Regions from separate parts of the Mus musculus genome. Here region 2 is linked to region 1. A link is a contact called in public Hi-C data. All regions are on one chromosome and are shown on one strand. Each heading gives the region's core, a stretch centred on a gene start, on an enhancer-like site or on the middle of the called end of the contact. The rest is flanking DNA. Distances are from core to core; before and after follow the strand shown.

Region 1 (5,518 bases), core at 1,107-3,606:
CTTCTCTTTCCCTGCCATGGTTAGAATAAGAAAACATGAAAACACAGGAAAAGGTTCTGTAGCGTGTACAGAGAAGACCTCTGTAGCAAAGGCAGTCAACTGAGATCTTGAATAATTTAACTCAGTCATTCAGAAAGACATGAAGAATCACTAAAATGCTTGTCTTAACATTCAAAATGTTTACCCAGATGGCTTACTAAGAAGAAGGAGAGGGTGGGGCACGGAGCCCCACATGAGGCTCAATCCTGGGGCCTGCCTTAACTACCAGGAGCCCAAGAAAAAGGATTTAATTGTACACCTAACAGCTTGGACGCAATGCTGGTATCCAAGCCTTGAGCTGACGCTTACCAGCACCTCAGTCTTAGCTGCCGTCTCACTGCAGAAACATTACAGCCACCATTGCAAACACAGCCCAAGTTGTATCTTTTCAGCTCTGTGGTTTGTACCTCCCTTCCCTGGCGAACCTTTAGAGAGCATGATATCCCATGCTTATTTCTTATTTAAAATGTACTACAACACTAAAGACAAGGCAGAAGCAACAGACCCATGTCTACTAAAGGAGAATTCTCCTTTGGATGTCTTGGCTATGTCCTTTCCCTATAGCTAATGAACCCAACAAAATTTTCTCTGAGAGTGATTTAGCTACAGAGACATTTTGCAAAAGGAAGCTTAGGGAAGGTTGTTGTCCCTTGTTGTGGACTGTATCTTAAATGTCATCCAACAGCCTTTCTTGTACTGACAGACTGATTTTTAGTTTGAAGATGGTAGAACCTTTGAGCTATGGGGCCCACAGAGGCGGAGTTGGGTACAGGGAGTACTCTTAGGAGGCTGCTGGAGGTGGATCTCCCTCTGCATCCTGGTTGCGATTTGAACAGACTTCTCCAGGATTTGCTGGTTCCATGTTATACTGCGTGATCGCAGATCCAAAGAGACATGGCCAAGAACTGTGGACTGAAACTATGTACTATGAACATATATACGTGAGTGTGGGTGTGTTTGTGTGTGTACATACATACATACATATAAATATATACACATATATATGAGTGTATACACACACACACACATATATATATGTGTATATATATATACATACATACATACATACATACATATATATATATATATATATATATATATATATATATATATATATTCTCTTTATAGTTGTTATCTTATTTCAGGCATTTTTTTTTCTTATTGACAGAAATTGGACTAACACATTCCTCAAAATATCAGGTGACAGGAAAGAAAGGGGATGTTAGTGAGGTAAGTGCATGTTCTGGTGTCAGGGTAAAGACAGAGGCCAAGTGATTCCTGTCATCAGCCCTGGGATCTGGTGTCTGGTTAGACTCCTGGCCCATTGTTTCCTCAGCCATGATATCAGATAGTGATATAACCTAAAGGCCTTGTGGAGTGACTATAGCTCACCCTGTAATTTCTTGGTGATTTTTCCTAGGTTGATTCTGTGTTAGTATCAGAATGTTATGGGAAAATTATGTAGCAAGCGGGAAGTTGCTACAATAAAGCTCACAGCTGTCTTGAGTGTGCCATTTTATGGCTCTTGGTGGTAGCCTACTGGCTGAAAGCTAATCACATTGGGTATAACTCCACACTTAAAAACAAGGCAAAATCACTTCAAGAGTTACAGGTCAGAATAAATGGTATGAATTGACATGATTTCTGAGGCTAGAAAAAGGAACAGCAAAAACCAAGGCCCCACACTGAGAGGACTGAGAGGCCTCCTTCTGCAAGCCTGTCTACCCTCTCACTGCCTGTGGGGTGCCATCAACCTTCAGGAAAGCTCTCTGGGCCCCAGTCCAGCCAACTGCAGTTGAAAAGATAGAGACAGGACAATTTAAAAAATAAAATATTTACAAACTGGAAGCCTCATAGTTGGAGAATACAAAATGTATCTAGCGCACACAGCTACAAAGACTTGCAAATTGCTCTACACACTGAAGTCCTTGGCTGTTTAAAAGATGGTGATCTATGTACCAGATCCCACTACTCTGACTAAATCAGGAATGACAGGGCCTGGGACGCTTGCCTTGCTAGCTATCATTTCTCAAAGGTTCTCGGATGGGATGAGGGAGACGTCGTTGTAAACTCAGTTGGAAGGGCCTGTATGATTGAATAGGAGCTGCCAAGTTCTGGGCAGTGTCCCTTGGGATTTCTTGGGAGTTTCTTAAAGTGTAGCTGTAAGGTGGAGAGGTACCAAAAATGAGGTCAAACTACTGATGTGTGTGTGTCTCTTCCCCCAAGCATTCTTTGAAGCTTCCATGCATGTTACCAAGGAAATCCCCTCCATCTGGGTGACAGGTTTTTTCCACTGCCTTTGAAACACCTGCAGAAGTAAAGTACTTCTGAAGTCGTAGTCCTCAGATGGGCAGCTAAGATGCCTGAGAGGTGGATATGAGCAAGGTGTCAATCACGAGAGGGGCTTCATTTAAAACCCACAGGACTCTGTGTGCCTCTGAGGCTTGTAGACAATTTACTGACCTTGACTGGCATCTATGTTACATTGCATAAAGGTTGTTCTATGGTTCATCTTCTCTAATAATGATGACGTAATGATAGCTAGTAACTGCTTAGGCTGCGGATGAATTCAGCTGCATAATAAAGTGCTAAAATATTTGAATATGAAAGTTCTCACCCATGCTCATGCTAAATATATTTCCCTTAACCCTGGCCTACAGAGACATCACAAGAGAGCATTTTTGCCCTTGTGTGATATAAGCATATGTATGGATTTGCCATCTAAATGCAACCTTACGTGCATTTATAAGTGTATATAGAGGTACATAGATTTAAAGATGACTATCTGGGGCACACAAGCTGCTTCTGGGAGGGATGTTTTTCACCTGTAGGAAAGGAAGCCAGGAAAAGTATGGAGACAATGGAACAGACCTTGATATTTGCTGCACATTTAGAGAACTCTAGCTGTCCTCGTGGGAAAAGGCCAGAACCAGCACCTCCTTTGCACAGATTCTCCATTTGTTTTTATCTTTGCTTCTAGCTTCCTGGCCTTGACCCCATCTTTGGGGCTCCAATTACTTCAGAAGTCTTGGTTTAGTTTTGTTTGTATATTTTGTTAGCTAAGTTGATAATTGATTATTTCATCTCCATAAAGTATAACAAAGTAAAAAAAATTTAAATTATTTCAGAAAATTAATCAGCAATATTAGCAATTTTCCTGCATAAGCCTCCTGAGTGTTGGGCTTCTAGTTGTGACATATCAAATCTAATTCATCATAATTCTATACATGCATGGTCTATACTTACAGGTTAAGAAAATAAGGAAAATATAATTTAAAGTATAATTAAATTACTTAAAAGTAAATAAATTTACTTAAAATAAAATAGAAAATGAGGAAAATATAGTCTACATACAGTATAGGAAAAGTTATGTGGTGTGTAGAATAAATGGTTAAAGATTTAGCCACATACACAGGTATCCCAGTATAGTACAGACCAAATACTCATTGTGTACAACAAATCCTTTTTAAAATGATGCATATAACTTAGGCAATTTTCTGTATAATCCTATACCTTATATTGTATCATGTGCATGCATTACAGGAAAGAATAAAGGCAAAGTCTACATAATATGCTTTTAGCCAAGGAAACTTCAAGCAGTAAGACCATTTCCCAGCCTGGGATTCAGAGCTCATGCAGTGGACTGCACATAAAAGATCATGGAGGGCTCTCAGCTGAGCCAGGAGGAGGATGTAAACACATGTATGTTATCCCCCTGTGGTACTGGGGACTAAACCTAGGATGCTATTCATGCTAAAAATATTCTCTGCTGCTGAGCTACACACTCAGCCAACCCATCTGAAGAAATAAACATGTGGAAGCCTAAAGAACCTAAGTGGGCAAAGACCATGGTGGCAAGGAAAGAAGGCAGCCAATGAAATGTTTAATTTTAACTCTAGGGCCTCTCTAAGCAGTGAGACCAACTGAAATCTGTCTTTTTTTTTTTTCCTGCCTGAAACTTACTATGTCGCCCAGGCTGCTAGCAATATTTCTGCATGAGTCTCTTGAACTCTGGGCTTCCAAATGTGAGACATGTCCAGTACATCTTACATTTTTATTTTTCTAAAAGGTTTAAGTTTAAGTTAAATTAAGTTAAAATTTTTTTCTATCAAGAAATAGACCTGGGACAAATTTCTGTTCGAGGAAATACATTTAGGTTCAAGGATATAGCCACCGGTGTGCACTAGGATAAGGCAAGGCCATGTAAAAACTATTGTTCTGAACTTGTAATGAACATATAGAGTGAAACACTGCTTTGCACTTAATATCAGCATCCTTCTGTAACTCTCATTTTATGTGAAATTCTTATCTCTGAGGTAATTTTCTAAAGAACTTTTTGTCTAAGAAGGTATAAAAAGCCCAGAGAAAATAAGTAAAATTGTTGATTGAATGGTTTGGCTTAAGAGCTCTGCCCCATCCATCCATCCATCCATTCTCATTCATCCAAAAGATTTTTTTTAATATTTAATGTCTTTGCATGTTTATGTGAGTGTAGTGCTCACAGAGGCCAGAAGGCAGCACTGGATCCCCTGAAGTTGGAGATACAGACAGTTGTGAGCTGCCTAATGTAGGTGCTGGGAAATGAACTCAGGTCCTTTGGAAGAGCAGCACATGTTTTAGGCACAGAGCCGTCTTTCCAGTTCCACACATCCAGTTCAAGAAACTTTCTGAGCCATCTTCATCTTTACTGTACCATAATCCAGGGTCACTGCACCTTCCTTGAAAGGCCTGGAGCCATGTAGCACGGCTAAGGAAGACTGTGGACCATGGCATTGTGGTCATATGCAGAATCAACAAGAGGAATTCCAATGTGGAGGGGGGAGGAGAGGCCACTTAGGGAAAGTGGATGAGAGAAGGATGGGCTCTGAGGATGAAATGAAGGATAAGACCAACAGAGAGGCAAGGAAAGAGGGATAAAGAGAATGTATTTAGAATTGTGATGAATCTGATGTTCCCATTCACTGCTTTGTGATGAGATGAATTTTCTGAAATGCCTTAAGATAGGTGTTCCAACCATTCTTAGGAGTTGGTAATTTTGTTGCTATTATCATCATCCCATGGATATGTTTTTTTTTTCTGTCTTCTACACTTTTCACCTTGCATTTACAAGGAAAGAAAGGGATAATACGGCTCAAGGCTTTTCCTTTACACAAGGATGAATCCCAAGAGCCAGCTACATGCAGGATGCACACAGCACTGTAGTCCATGTGTTAAGGACAGGCATCTGCCACACGGTCAGAAGGTCCATTATCTAGACGTAACCTCACTGCTCCTGAAACAAGCCATTTGGGGCTCCTCATGTCATTTTCTCTGACCTCAGCCTCCTTGTTTGCAGAACGGGAACAGAACTGGTTTCTGCACTTCTGGCTTGCTCATACTATTTTGGAAAATAAAGGAGAGAGTAGTTGTGAAAGAGCTCTGGGAGGGCCAAAGTGTCTAGAGGCAAGGAGAAGCAACAGGCTCACACTGGGGACAGCTA
Region 2 (5,518 bases), core at 2,068-4,567, 260 kb before region 1:
GTCATAGGGCATGTCTGACAGGCACTTGTCTCCTGCGGGAAGTAGATGGTCATAAGTGAAATCTACACCCAGGGGTTGAATGGTGTTCTAGTGTCACAGCAGACAGGACACATCTGCCAGGGCTCAGGAGGGATAAGGTGCCATCTTTCCCAGGGACTTACTATGGTAGGTTCTTCAGGAAGTCCTATTTACCCATTAATGAAAAAGAAACTAAAGATTATCCATGTCAGATTAAAGAGGGCATATTTCACAGGGGTAAATCCCATCTTTCATTAAGTATGATAAAGTTCATACAATTATATTTAATTTAAATATTTTAAAAGAGTATTCTAAATGTATACTGTTTAATTTATCCCAAAATTATTTAATAAAAATACACAGCCATGAATTAATGATATTTAATAAATTTAAGATACTATATTACATTTATCATTTTAATAATCTAAAAATGTTCTCAAAACATGATTATATATTATTTATAATAAACTATATATTTCTTATAAATATTTCAAAAGTGGATGGGTTCCAATGCATGGTGAAGTTGAAGGAATACTTAAACATAATTGTATGTACCCTGTCTTCCTAGTCAGCAGTAGTGAATTAGCTCAGCAGAAACAGGAAGCAGGAAACAGAGATGATCTACTTGAGTAGGCTTGGAGGTGGGCACCATTCACTTACTGTTTACAAACACAGCTAATACTAAAGATGAGCAGAACTAAGAATTCAGTAGTGGCCAGACCTGGGACTCAAGAAACTTATGGTCTCGTATGGTTAGCTTGTAGGACTACATGAACTCTGCTACTGTCTGGACCTTCGATGTCCCCAAAGGCCCATGTTTTCAGGTATTGTCCAACCTGTGCTATGATTGTGGCTGAACCCAATGTCCCAGAAGCTTAGTGTCTACCCAGGGACATGCTGTTGTTGGAAGGTTCTCAACTCTTTAGGGAAGAAGGGCCTAATGAGAAGATTTTAGACTTGGGGGACTTTATTCTTAAAGGGGGTCCTGGAACTCTGACCCCCATATATTTCCCTTTTGCTTCACAGCCACAAGACAACATTCCTGCCACGGAGTCAGCACAATAGGGCTAATCAGTCATGAAGAAGGATACCCCAAGGCTTAAGTCAAACCTCTTCTTTTTTACAAATTGGACATCTCAGATATTTCCCTATCATAATGGAAAATCTGGCTAACACAAATCTTCCCTGGCAATGGAAGAAGATGAGACCAGATTTGGCTTCAGATACAATTTTGGAGTAAAATGTTTTATAATGAAACAAAATGAATTTCCTTAAACATTTATTTTCCAAATACATTGATGTGAAATCATGACCCAGAGAAGATATTCATTCAGTAAATGGATAGTTTATATTCCTGTTGGCAGAGGTAGTCACTGAGTGCCCTCTCAGCGAGAAGAAGGCACTTGGCAGTCTGCCGAATCAGATGCACTTTTATACCTCACCTCCCACAATGCCTTTTTCCTCTCTTCAATATGTCTGGCTCAACAGTGGGACTAAAAGGAAAGCCAGTGAGAATGGATATGTATCCTTGGATATACACAGCTAGCAGGAGAGATACACACTAAATGATGACAGCAGACTCCATCCCTATCTATGAAATCCCACGAGCTCAGGAAGGCTTGCTACCAGAGTGTTGCATAGGTTTCTCATCTCATAAGAGCCAGCTGGGGCTTTTTGTATCTTACTGTTGGAAACAGAAGCAGTGAAGATCCCGAGGGGACAGAGAGCCTGGGGCTTTGGTGACAATCTAAAGGTCCAGGGGACAGAGCTCTTGGGGGCATAGGGAATGTCCAAGTACAGCTGGGATCATACACTGGAACCTTAGACTAGACTGACTTTATTCAAATAAAAAGGGGCACTGGTGAAGGGTCTGAAGAAAGTGAACTACCCAGCCACAGTGGGGCAACAGACTGAGCTACCAGGGTGACAGGCTGCTCAATCAGGTGGTACCTGAAGGCAGCTGATGGAGTGGTGGTAGAAGATGATCCCAGTGTCTTTCATGCCAGCACTGAGGTCAGCACTTCCCCCAAACTCTTTATCTACAGTAGGAAAAGTATTCCACAATTCATAAATCTAACCATAGTCCTTGAAAAAATAATCAGTGACTATAGTAGCCCTGGAATATATTCCTCCTGATTCAGTATCCTCCTGATTGCATTTTCTTCATCTTCCTGGGTGTGCACCACACAATGGCTTGATTTCATTTGCTTTCATCTACTCATGCCAGAACCAACGCATACTCTGGTAACGACATACAATGATCCTCAGGCTACAGGAAGAAAACGTGTTAATGTCCAGCTACACACTCTCAGAAACTGGACAGAGCAAAAGCCACGTGTAGTGGATGGTAGAAACCATGAAGGGATTCCTCTCTCCACTCAAGGGGGAGTTTTGTTTATTTGTTTGTTTGTTTGTTTGTTTGTTTTTGTGGTTTTGGTGAGAACCCATCTCATTATGTGGACATGAGGAACTCATTCTTGTACTTGCATCTCATTTACTACCAAACCCTAGCAATGGAGGAGGAGGGTGTGGCCTGGTGCCCAGTTCTGTTAGCTGTAAAAGTCTGTGTTCTCTCACCAGAGGTGGTACTTTCCTGTTTCTCCCCAGAGCTGTGGTTCTGTGGTTTTCTAAGCAACCACTGAAGCCTGCTGCTTCAAGAAGTGGGTGTTGCAAAGAAAGCAATATACATTCCAGATGAGCATGGCGTGACAAATCTACCTGTAGAATTTCTCTACCCAAATGTGAAAAATTAAAAGCTATAAAAGCCTCCAGTGCCCCAGTGAAATCTATTATTCTATCTGTCTGTCTGTCTGTCTGTCTGTCTGTCTGTCTGTCTGTCTATCTATCTATCTATCTATCTATCTATCTATCTATCTATCCATCCCATCTACTCATCCATCCCTTTCTTTCCCTGTCTCCCTCCTATCTATCTTCTATCTATCCATCCTATCTATCTATCTATCTATCTATCTATCTATCTATCTATCTATCTCTATCTATTCCATCCATCCATCCATCCATCCATCTTCTTATTTCTACTTTACATTCAACTACATATGACCAAGGAAAGGTACAGAAGATTCTTGCCTGAGACTGGACAAAGCTTTGGGTAATGTCACTTCTAGAAACACAACACTCTCAGCATTCCTTCCAAACCCTCACACTGACAGAGTTCCAATGGGCAAATGCCCTCCTCATTTTGATGATGGAGCTGAAAATTCCACTTTCAGGCAGCACATGACACCAGAGACCTTAGCATGTGGGCTGGCTCCCCTGCACACAAGCAAAGGCCTTGGTGAGTTGTACTTCAGGGGAAGTAGGCCCTGAGATGTCCCTTGTGGAGACAGAAGGCATCATCTGCTGGTTTAGAGCTTTCACCAAATCTGAAAACTCTGAGAGAGCTCTCAAAGGGGAACACTTTAAACAGAAGCCGTATGTACTTGGCCTCACCTGAACTCCCCCAACACCATCCTTGGCATTCTTTCAGGATTTAAAAAACTTATAGTTCTCATAGGAAAAGTCTCAGGTACAATGGGAAGAATGTTGAAATGTCAGTCAAGCCTCATTAGACCAAGTAGAATGAGCAGGATGAAAAGAAATGCCATGGTTACAGGGAAAATATTTTTTTGGCAAGAAGGGAAGTAAGACAAACCAGAAAGTCCATCCTAGGGGAAAAAGAAACTTAATTCCAGGAAGAGGAGCAATGAAGCATAATTACTTCATGACATGGGGTAAAATTTTTTTTTCAAGTTTTAGCTATTTTAGTTTTTAGAATATGCAAGCAGTCAGATTTTGAAGCTATTCAAAGACAATACTAAAAAAAAAAAAAAAAAAAAAAAAAAAAAAAAAAAAAACAACCCAGAATAAAGGGAGATTTTAGATCTCAGGAATTAAAACCAAATCCAATTCAATACATACTCAATACATGAGTTAAAAATAGCAAACACTAGAATAAACATTGCTAGGAACTCAATTAAATCAGGAAAAATATAAAATAACAGTAAGTAAACTTAAAAAAATAAAGAAATTAAAATAGCAAAATGCTAACAGACATGGGAGACAATTTATCCAGTCTATGGAAAACCAGCACTCTTGAATAGAAGTCATGTTAGATAGAACAATTGGTACTTATGTAAAGGAATGTTTCCAAAAGACAAGGAGGAAGAAAGGAGCCTCTCACTCTTAAAGGCTACATTTCATGTAGACTGTAAAACACCAAAGAGCTTCTTACTGATGATGGTTGACTTAGGCCCAAGGAAAGAACACTACATATTTTGGGAGAAAAGTAATATCAAAGAAAAGAAAGTCAGGTTGTACTTGGCACCCACATAATTCAACAAAGAAAAATCTGCCAATGTCAGAGAAGGAAGAGTGGCCAGAGGCTACGTACTCCTGGGGTTACTGTAGAGAGGTGACAGGTGACATCCTCAAACTCAAAGCAGAGATGGAGATGGAATGTCTACAAGGGTGCTTGAATGTAAAGTGTATTCAATGAAGGGATTGATCAAAATAAACGAAAATGAGCCTAAGAGACCAGGGTCTGATTCTGTAACCTGTTAAAATATATAGTGATGAATATCTAAATTATATAAGAATAATGATTTCTGCATAGAATATGAATAGAAATGTACAATGTAAAAATAAAAGCAATAAAAATGATTGTTTTTAAAGTAATTTTTAGAATAATTTTTTTTCCCTGATAGTCATCCTTTTAAAAAAGTCAAGTCCTGTTGGGAATGACTGTGCATTGAGGAGCCTTTATCTCCTAGGACATGTTGAATATGCTGTGGCCACTGTGAACTGATTTTCAATCAATACACGGGAAGAGGGGAAGCCAGGCAACACCTCCAGCCCAGGGAAGAGCAGCTGCAATCTTTCTGAGGTGGCGCATTCAGGAACTTAAAGGCCTTTCCTCCACATCTCTATTTGTAGTCCACCTATTATTAATCCTGTCCACTGAAATATATATGGCAGGAAGATATTTACAATGATGTTCTTCTAATTTAATACTGGTAATTTCTGGATGTTGCATTTGGTTTTCTGAAAAAACATGAAATAGTTCTATCAAAACTCTTACTATCTATTTATCTATCATCTCAAGTACACAAAACGATATCATCCTAAATGTGGGGAGCAGCCTTTGAGGTCCAATTCTCTTCATTTTAGGGAGAAAACTGTGACACAGTAGGAAGGGTGGACAGGAATGTCGTCATGTAGCACTGAGAGGAAGGCAGACACGAGAGCAGGAAGAGGCACTGGTTAGTGTGTGAACTGCCAACCACCTCTGGGGGACACCAACAGAGCACAGCTGCTGGGAGCCCTTCCTTGCACACTTCACTTCTGCTATCCTGGTCCTCCTGTTCCCACAAGGCCACTTCCTCTTGTGTTTAACCTCTCCCCTGGAGATCGCTTTCCCCTCTCAGCATTGCTTCACTAGTTTTGTAGATCCCTTTCACATAGAGCGTGTGAATCAAGACAATGCCCATTCACCCAGGAGAGC

Evidence for each region. Hi-C and Micro-C count contacts between places; a contact is called where the count stands out from the background.
Region 2: a contact with region 1 is called in a Hi-C map of CD8 T cells, with 3 times the contacts expected there. The contact joins two enhancer-like sites. A contact is called at or near these places in 11 of 484 Hi-C or Micro-C datasets (B cells, CD4 T cells, CD8 T cells and 4 more) and 10 of 115 datasets of contacts at active chromatin or transcription factors (the 230-238 cell line, CD8 T cells, Th17 cells and 6 more).

What each region holds. Positions count from the first base shown.
Region 1 is chr11:11,503,174-11,508,691 of GRCm38.p6, reverse strand. The region is part of intron 7 of Spata48 (spermatogenesis associated 48); the gene reads right to left. Among named protein-coding and RNA genes, the nearest start is that of Spata48, 42 kb to the right of the region's middle. Within about 2 kb of position 2,356, at least 35 of the 459 cell types and tissues checked have an H3K27ac peak or open chromatin away from gene starts, as enhancers often do. A contact at or near this core is called in B cells, CD8 T cells, CD8 central memory T cells and 2 more, where this site is marked.
Region 2 is chr11:11,763,395-11,768,912 of GRCm38.p6, reverse strand. It overlaps Ikzf1 (IKAROS family zinc finger 1), which reads right to left. Exons shown (of 8, transcript NM_001025597.2): 8 at 1-32. Among named protein-coding and RNA genes, the nearest start is that of Fignl1, 43 kb to the left of the region's middle. Within about 2 kb of position 3,317, at least 55 of the 459 cell types and tissues checked have an H3K27ac peak or open chromatin away from gene starts, as enhancers often do. A contact at or near this core is called in B cells, CD8 T cells, CD8 central memory T cells and 2 more, where this site is marked.